Regions from separate parts of the Gossypium arboreum genome. Here region 2 is linked to region 1. A link is a contact called in public Hi-C data. All regions are on one chromosome and are shown on one strand. The core of a region is the stretch at or near the end of the contact, and the rest is flanking DNA. Distances in the headings are between cores, read along the strand shown. Region 1 holds the start of LOC108458149. Region 2 holds the start of LOC108458926 (phosphatidylinositol:ceramide inositolphosphotransferase 1-like).

Evidence for each region. A called contact is a pair of places that touch in the nucleus more often than the background predicts.
Region 2: a Hi-C map of leaf shows a contact between it and region 1, with 2.5 times the contacts expected there. The contact joins the promoter of LOC108458926 here to the promoter of LOC108458149 in region 1. A contact is called at or near these places in 2 of 5 Hi-C or Micro-C datasets (both in leaf).

What each region holds. Positions count from the first base shown.
Region 1 is chr4:107,196,980-107,200,384 of ASM2569848v2, forward strand. LOC108458149 reads left to right here and starts at 1,599. Exons shown (of 5, transcript XM_017757435.2): 1 at 1,599-2,231; 2 at 2,329-2,640; 3 at 2,737-3,052; 4 at 3,145-3,264; 5 at 3,350-3,405. The coding sequence starts at 1,878.
Region 2 is chr4:107,363,268-107,366,599 of ASM2569848v2, forward strand. It overlaps LOC108458926 (phosphatidylinositol:ceramide inositolphosphotransferase 1-like), which reads left to right and starts at 2,016. Exons shown (of 12, transcript XM_053026457.1): 1 at 2,016-2,496; 2 at 2,592-2,681; 3 at 3,029-3,115; 4 at 3,217-3,285. The coding sequence starts at 2,464.

The DNA of each region.
Region 1 (3,405 bases), core at 349-2,848:
TTAATAATCGTATTATCAACTACTTTTTAGACTACCATAACATAATACAGATGATGATTTTATTTTATTTTTAGGGTTTTACTAAAATATTATAATAAAGAATAAAATCTGAAAATAGTATATTTAAAAATTATGTACCAAAATGATATATTTAAGGTGGTTATGCCCGGTGCATAGCGGCACCACCTTACTACGACACAAAAAATTGTCAAAAAAAAACTATTATATTTAAAATAAATAAAAGTCATTAAAAAATTGATGTGACATTTGGTGTAGGGCAAGCGAGAGGCAGACTTGGTGAAGCCTATGCCATAGGCGACACCATACCCCCAAACCCCTCCAGCTCTATTTAAGTTAAAAAATTGTATCATGGATTTTTAAGCAATATGTTAAAAATAATAATATTATTTCATTAAAAAGATAGTAATATGTTAAAAAAAACTGTTAAAAATAAAAATAAAATTGACCTTTATATTTACATTTTTTCAAATTAATCTTTATTTATTATTAAGTTAAATTAAACTAATTTTTAAAATAGTTAAATTGTTATTTTAATAAAATATTATATTTTAGACATTAAAATACACATCACATTTCACATGGATTTTGTATTATTATTTTTAATTTTGAATGTCCATGTGAAATGTGATTTGTATTTTAATTTCTAAAATATAATATTTTCTTAAAATAACAATCTAATTATTTTAAAATTAGTTTAATTTAACTTAAAAATAAATAAATATCAATTTGAAAAAATGTAACTATTAAAAGTAAATTTTATTTTTAATAGATTTTTAACATATTATTTTTTAACAGAAATAATATTACTTTTCTTTAACATATTGCTTAAAAAATTCATGATAGCTTTTTTAACTTAAACAGAGACGGAAGAGGTTTGGAGGTGTAGGTGCCACTTATGGTATAAGTTTCACCAGTGTCACCTCTGGCTTGCCCTTCACTAATATCACATCAATTTTTTTTATAGATTTTATTTTTTTAAAATATAATAATATTTTTTAATAGTTTTTTTGTGTCGAGTAAAGTAGTGTCGCTTATGCACCAAGCGTAACTATCCTAAATATACTATTTTGGTACATAATTTTAAATATATTATTTTGTATATTATTTTATTTTTTATAATATTTTAGTAAAAACCCTATTTTTTACTATCATAATAATAATTTCTTATAATAAGTAAGATTTTTCAAAAATTTAAATTATGTAAGTATATAATTATAAAAATATAATAAACAAAAATTAAATATAGATGGTGAATGACTCCCTGGACTGCCAAGTGGAAAGCATAGCCCCTGGGTTCAAGGTATTGAAATTAAAAAAGAAAAAGAAAAATTAGATTTTGTTTTGCATCTAATTAAGCAATTTAGCCTTAAAAAACGGCTTGATGGAATTAAAAATAGAAAAAGAAAATGGTGGCCCTGTCACATGCTGGTTCAAGTGCTTCCTATATTTTGAATTGGCCCCACTTACCTGGATGCAAGCCTGCAGCTCCCTCCATGGACCCTACAATATAGTAGGAGCGTGTTCCAACCTTCCTATATCACCGAGTGGGAAACTCATCCCCGCTTTTTCTGTAATCTTCTCTTTCATTGCTTTTTCTCACTGAAAATCCCCCCATTTCTCACCTCTTTCTCCCCACCTCTCCACTTTTTGCTCAGTTGTGAATAGGGCATTTTCTTAAAAAATATATTTTTTTGGTGGGCCCCGAACTCTGCCATGGCCACCAAAACAGAGATGCAACTGCTTATTATTAAATCTTAACCAAGCAGCAACCATCCATTACTCTCTACTCATCAATTTCTTCCCTTTTGGTGTCCTTTCTCTGATATCTTCATTCTTTAGCTTTGCTTTTCTTTCTCATGGCGCAGGTTTTAGACGACGCTGAGTTTTGGCTTCCACCTCAGTTTTTAACCGACGACGACTTGGGCATCGACAATAGTAAGGCTAAGAGCAATCCCAAGTATGTTGATGGTGGTTTTGGATTAGAGCTTGACAGTTCTAAGTCTTTGTTTCCCTACGAGTTCCCTTATGGGTTTGGGTCTTTGGGTTTCTCTTCGGATCCAAGTTCTCCGGTTGAGTCAGTGGTGGGTTCTACTGAGACAGAGAGTGACGAAGAAGATTATCTTGCTGGGTTAACTCGTCAAATGGCTCACTCTACCCTCGAAGACGGTATTCGCAGAAACGTCCGTGCCTTTGCTTCTGAAAACCCTAAGGTCTATTGAAGAACTTAACACTCAACTTCTCCACTAAGTTATTTGATTCAAGGACGGTTTCTTATTTTAGTTTTATTTTTATTTTTGCTTTTTTAAGGGTCGGGTCATGTCCAGTTCGCCGCAATCAACCTTATGTGTATCAAGGAGCGGGTGCGGTTGCATGCAAGGGTCTAGCCGTGGAAGCCCTACTTGCCAATCCCGAGTTCCGTCACCGCCGGGAACATGGGATTTGCTGTATGCGGCGGCAGAGGAAGTTGCAAGGATGCGAATGAGTGAAGAATCATACGGTGGGCTCAACAACAGAGGCCTCTTAGGTTCTTCGGCAAGGAAGTTCTCACCGAACGCCGATGTTACTGGCTTTTACCTGCCTACTCAGTCTCTTGCTCACCAGAAACTACAGGCCGCTCAAGTAAAAAACCTTAAACCAGACCTAGAAATGTTTTACTTGGATTGTTTTTTTCCCTCTTTAAGTATATAAATTTGGTCGTTTTCTGTTATGTCTCAGTTTCAGATGCTGAAGCAACAGTTGCTAATGAAACAACAAAATGCATCGGTTTGGGCAGGACAAAAGCAGCAGCTGCATTCGCACCACCATAACCATGTGGTCCAAAGCAGAGTGAGGAGTAATAATAGTAGCAATAGGCCTATGGGTTTGTCCCAATCTGCATGGACCCCTCTGCAGCAGCAAACCCAGACGCCAAACGGGTCGGGTATGAGGGCAGTTTTCTTGGGCAATCCAACTGGAAAAAGGGAATGTGCTGGAACTGGCGTTTTCTTGCCTCGCCGTATTGGTGCACCTTCTGAACCCCGCAAGAAGCCAGGTCCTTACCTATTCTCCTTTTGCAATAAAAATGCATTTTTCTCTCTTGGGTTTCTTTGACAGGATCTTATTTTGTTTTTATTATATTGGCAGCTTGTCCTACTGTTCTGCTTCCAGCTAGAGTGGTTCAGGCCTTGAACTTAAATCTTGATGGGCTTGGTGCTCAGCCCCAGCTTAATCCTCGGTTGAACGCTAATTTCACCGCCGAAATTGGTAAAAAGCCAATCTAATTAGGCATTCTACTTTATGAATCACTTTGTAGTTATACGACTGATTTAGTCGTTATCTATATTTGTAGATGCTGCTTTGAAACTTGGAAGTGGTGGGAACCAGAAGCAGCGCAATTTCAGGCAA
Region 2 (3,332 bases), core at 766-3,265, 170 kb after region 1:
TTGAATTTACAAGCATAAGATTAAATAATTAATTTTTAAGGAAATCCAAAATTCAGACACAAACCTTAAACCTTACAGCCTTAGTTGTATAGAAAGGTGAAGCACCATGCGGTGATGTCTGGACATACTTTTAACTTAAGTTTTTAACATTAATCACTAACTGATTGGTTAACCCCACAAAAATTCAAATCCTCCAATCTTCACTTTCATTTTCTACGAATAAACTTTACAACTTTTTTATATCCAATTGAGTCTCTCATTAAATAAATCTTTTGATCAACGTTAATTATTATAATTTTGATATGGTTATTAATGGCGTTGATGTGACATTTCATATTAACAACAATTGTTAAAGTGACATTGCCACATTAATAAAAAATAATTTTTCTCCATCAATGCTATAACGATTAACGTTAATTAAAAAATTTTAAGTTAATTTTATTAGTTTAAAGACTAAATTAAATGCAAAACGATCATAATAACTTTATTGATATTTTGAAAAATTTCGAAAATAATTAAAAATTTCAGTGAAGACCTTCCAGAAAAAAGAATCAACATTACCCTACCACGGAATTTGTTTTAAATTTTAAAAAAAAAAAACTAATTAAATAATGTTTAAGTTGATCTAAAATGTTATAATCAAGGCAGATTAGGGGATTTGGTTATTGTTAGTGATAAAGAGGACAAATAGACAAGTCGACATCAACACGTTTCGGGAAAAGAGCGGGCTTGGCGGTTTTGTGTCTTTGCCAACTACAAAAAATGGCCCCTTTTTCTGTTTTTCGTTCTGGAAATTTTGATTCTTCAAAACGCACTTTCCCTCTCCTGCCTTTGTTGATTCATTGTTTTGTTTTGTATTGTTTAGTGGGGTTTGGCCATAAAATATCCCAAACGCACCTCGACTGTGAGGAAGCTTCGACCGTCGCTGGCAATAACCACCATTGACTCTCACTATTTTATGACCGCTTGCATCCATATGGCACTCCGCCACTTTCTCAATAAAAACGCTGTATATACCAAATGAATATGTTATATACTTCATCAATGTATATAATAAATTCTTACAATATATAAATAATACATAGTTGATAAAGATAAAGATTTTGGACATTGCAAGTGTCAATTTCAGTCTTATCATTTATAGTTATGATGTATGGATTTTTATCATGTGCGTGCATTTTGTTTAATTTTTATTTGTTATACATTATATTAATTCATTTTACATTATAGTTGGTCAAACATGTATTTATATTTATAATTTATAATTACTTTATATTAGTAAAATTTTGAAAAATATATAATAAAATAAAATTTAATTATATTAAAGTTTGATTCCTCTACTTTAATATTATGGATTTAGTCTCATTATTTTTGTATTTTAATAATTGAGACAATTTTAATTTAATAATTTTATTATTATTATTTAAGCTTACATTATGCAAATGAATTTTTTTTAAAATGTGATCTAATTTAATTTAATTAAATTTATTTAATAATATTATTAATTAAAATTAAATTAAAAATAAACCTCTAAAACTAAAAAAAAATTCAAATATGTAAAAAATAGTCATTAACGATTTATTTCATGATAAAAATGGTAAAAGTTAGTTTGGTTGATCTTACAAATTGTGCTTCCTATTATGATTTTTAAATAAAAAGTTTTATGTGGTATTGGGAATGGGTAAAGTAGAGGACATGAAATTGAAGCCATATCTTTAAACTTAGTGTGATAATAGTTGAATGCATTTTAAAACAAAATTTGATTTGCATTTTCATTCATAAACTATAAAATTGATAATATATATATATATATATATGATTTTAACTTGGTTAAAATGCGTTCCCATCAATACACACTTTGTTTTAATTACAAATTTTAAAATTTCAGTTAAGTGAATCTAAAATCAAAGGGAAATTCTGGAAAGTGGAGACGGCCGTGAATGTCTCACCCACCACCGGAAGGGCATTTAAGTAAACAAACAAATAAATTGAAATGTTGACAAAATATAAAAATATAGTTGCGGCGAAGTTTCTTTTTATCATTCCTTTTAAATTAATTTTCACAAATTTGAACACTCGGTTCATTTATATTGAAGCCCAACAAGTCTTTTATTTCAACCTTTTTCTCTATTTTCATTTTCTTTCTCTTCCTTGGTTCCCCATCCTCATCCTGGATCGCCAGTCTTTGATCCCTCGAAGAATCGATTAATCGGCGGCGGCGGCGGCGGCGGGGTTTACACTTGTGCTGGATTTGAAGTTGGTTTTTGTTGGTGGAAAACAAAAGGGAGAAACATTAATAAAATTTGCTACCTTTTATTCATATTTTTTTAAATTTTGGGGAGGTTAAGGTTTTTGTTAAAAAGGGGATTTGCACAAAAATTGAGCGGTTTTGAATTTTAGAGATGTTGACCTTAACCGGTGGGCTTTGAACTACTATGGAACTCGTTGTTACACGACATCAAGATGACGCTTTACATTGGTCGCGAAGCTTCAAAGGTTCCCCCCCCCCCCCCCCTCTTTATGTTCTTTGTATTGGGGAATGGAAATTATAAGGGATTTTGATTTGATTTGATTTGATTTTTTGTTTCTAGTTGTGGAAGAGAATTTGTGCAGAGACAACTACAGAGATCAACCTTCTTCTAGACAATTGGAAATACCTTCTTGCTGGTCTAATTTTTCAGGTTTCATTTCTATTTTCAATCTATTTGTTTGAGTTTGAATAATTCCCAAAGTTGATTGATTTCTTTCTCTTACCAATTTTTGCATTTTAAGTAGTAAATGGGGGAGTGGAAAAGCTAGCATCTTTTCTAAAAAAAACAGAGCTGCTTGTTTTGATTTTTTTTTTTTTAAAAAGTAAGATCTGGTTAACTATAACCGGGAGAAATAAGACAAATCTATATCATGGTTCATACAGATTATATTGCATATTGTTTGAGCTTTAGTATATGCTACATTTTTCATTGCTTCTCTCGAAGTTTTGGATCATCTTAGAAGGATGTGGGTCTAAAATATGGCTTTGTCCCTGCAGTATATTCATGGTCTAGCTGCCCGAGGAGTTCATTATTTACACCGGCCAGGGCCAACACTTCAGGATCTTGGTTTTTTCATTCTTCCAGTAAGAACAACTTTCTTTTGATTTTGCTCTTTGTTTGTCTCTATTATATGTCAGTTATTTGGTGAAATGTCTTCTTATATTTAATTTTCTTTTATATTTAGGAGCTTGGGCAAGATAAAGGCTATATCAGTGAGACAGTGTTCACCTGTGTCTTTTTATCATTTCTATTGGTAAAGTTATTCTGATGTTGTTGGCTTTTCTTCCTTTACTTTTCTAT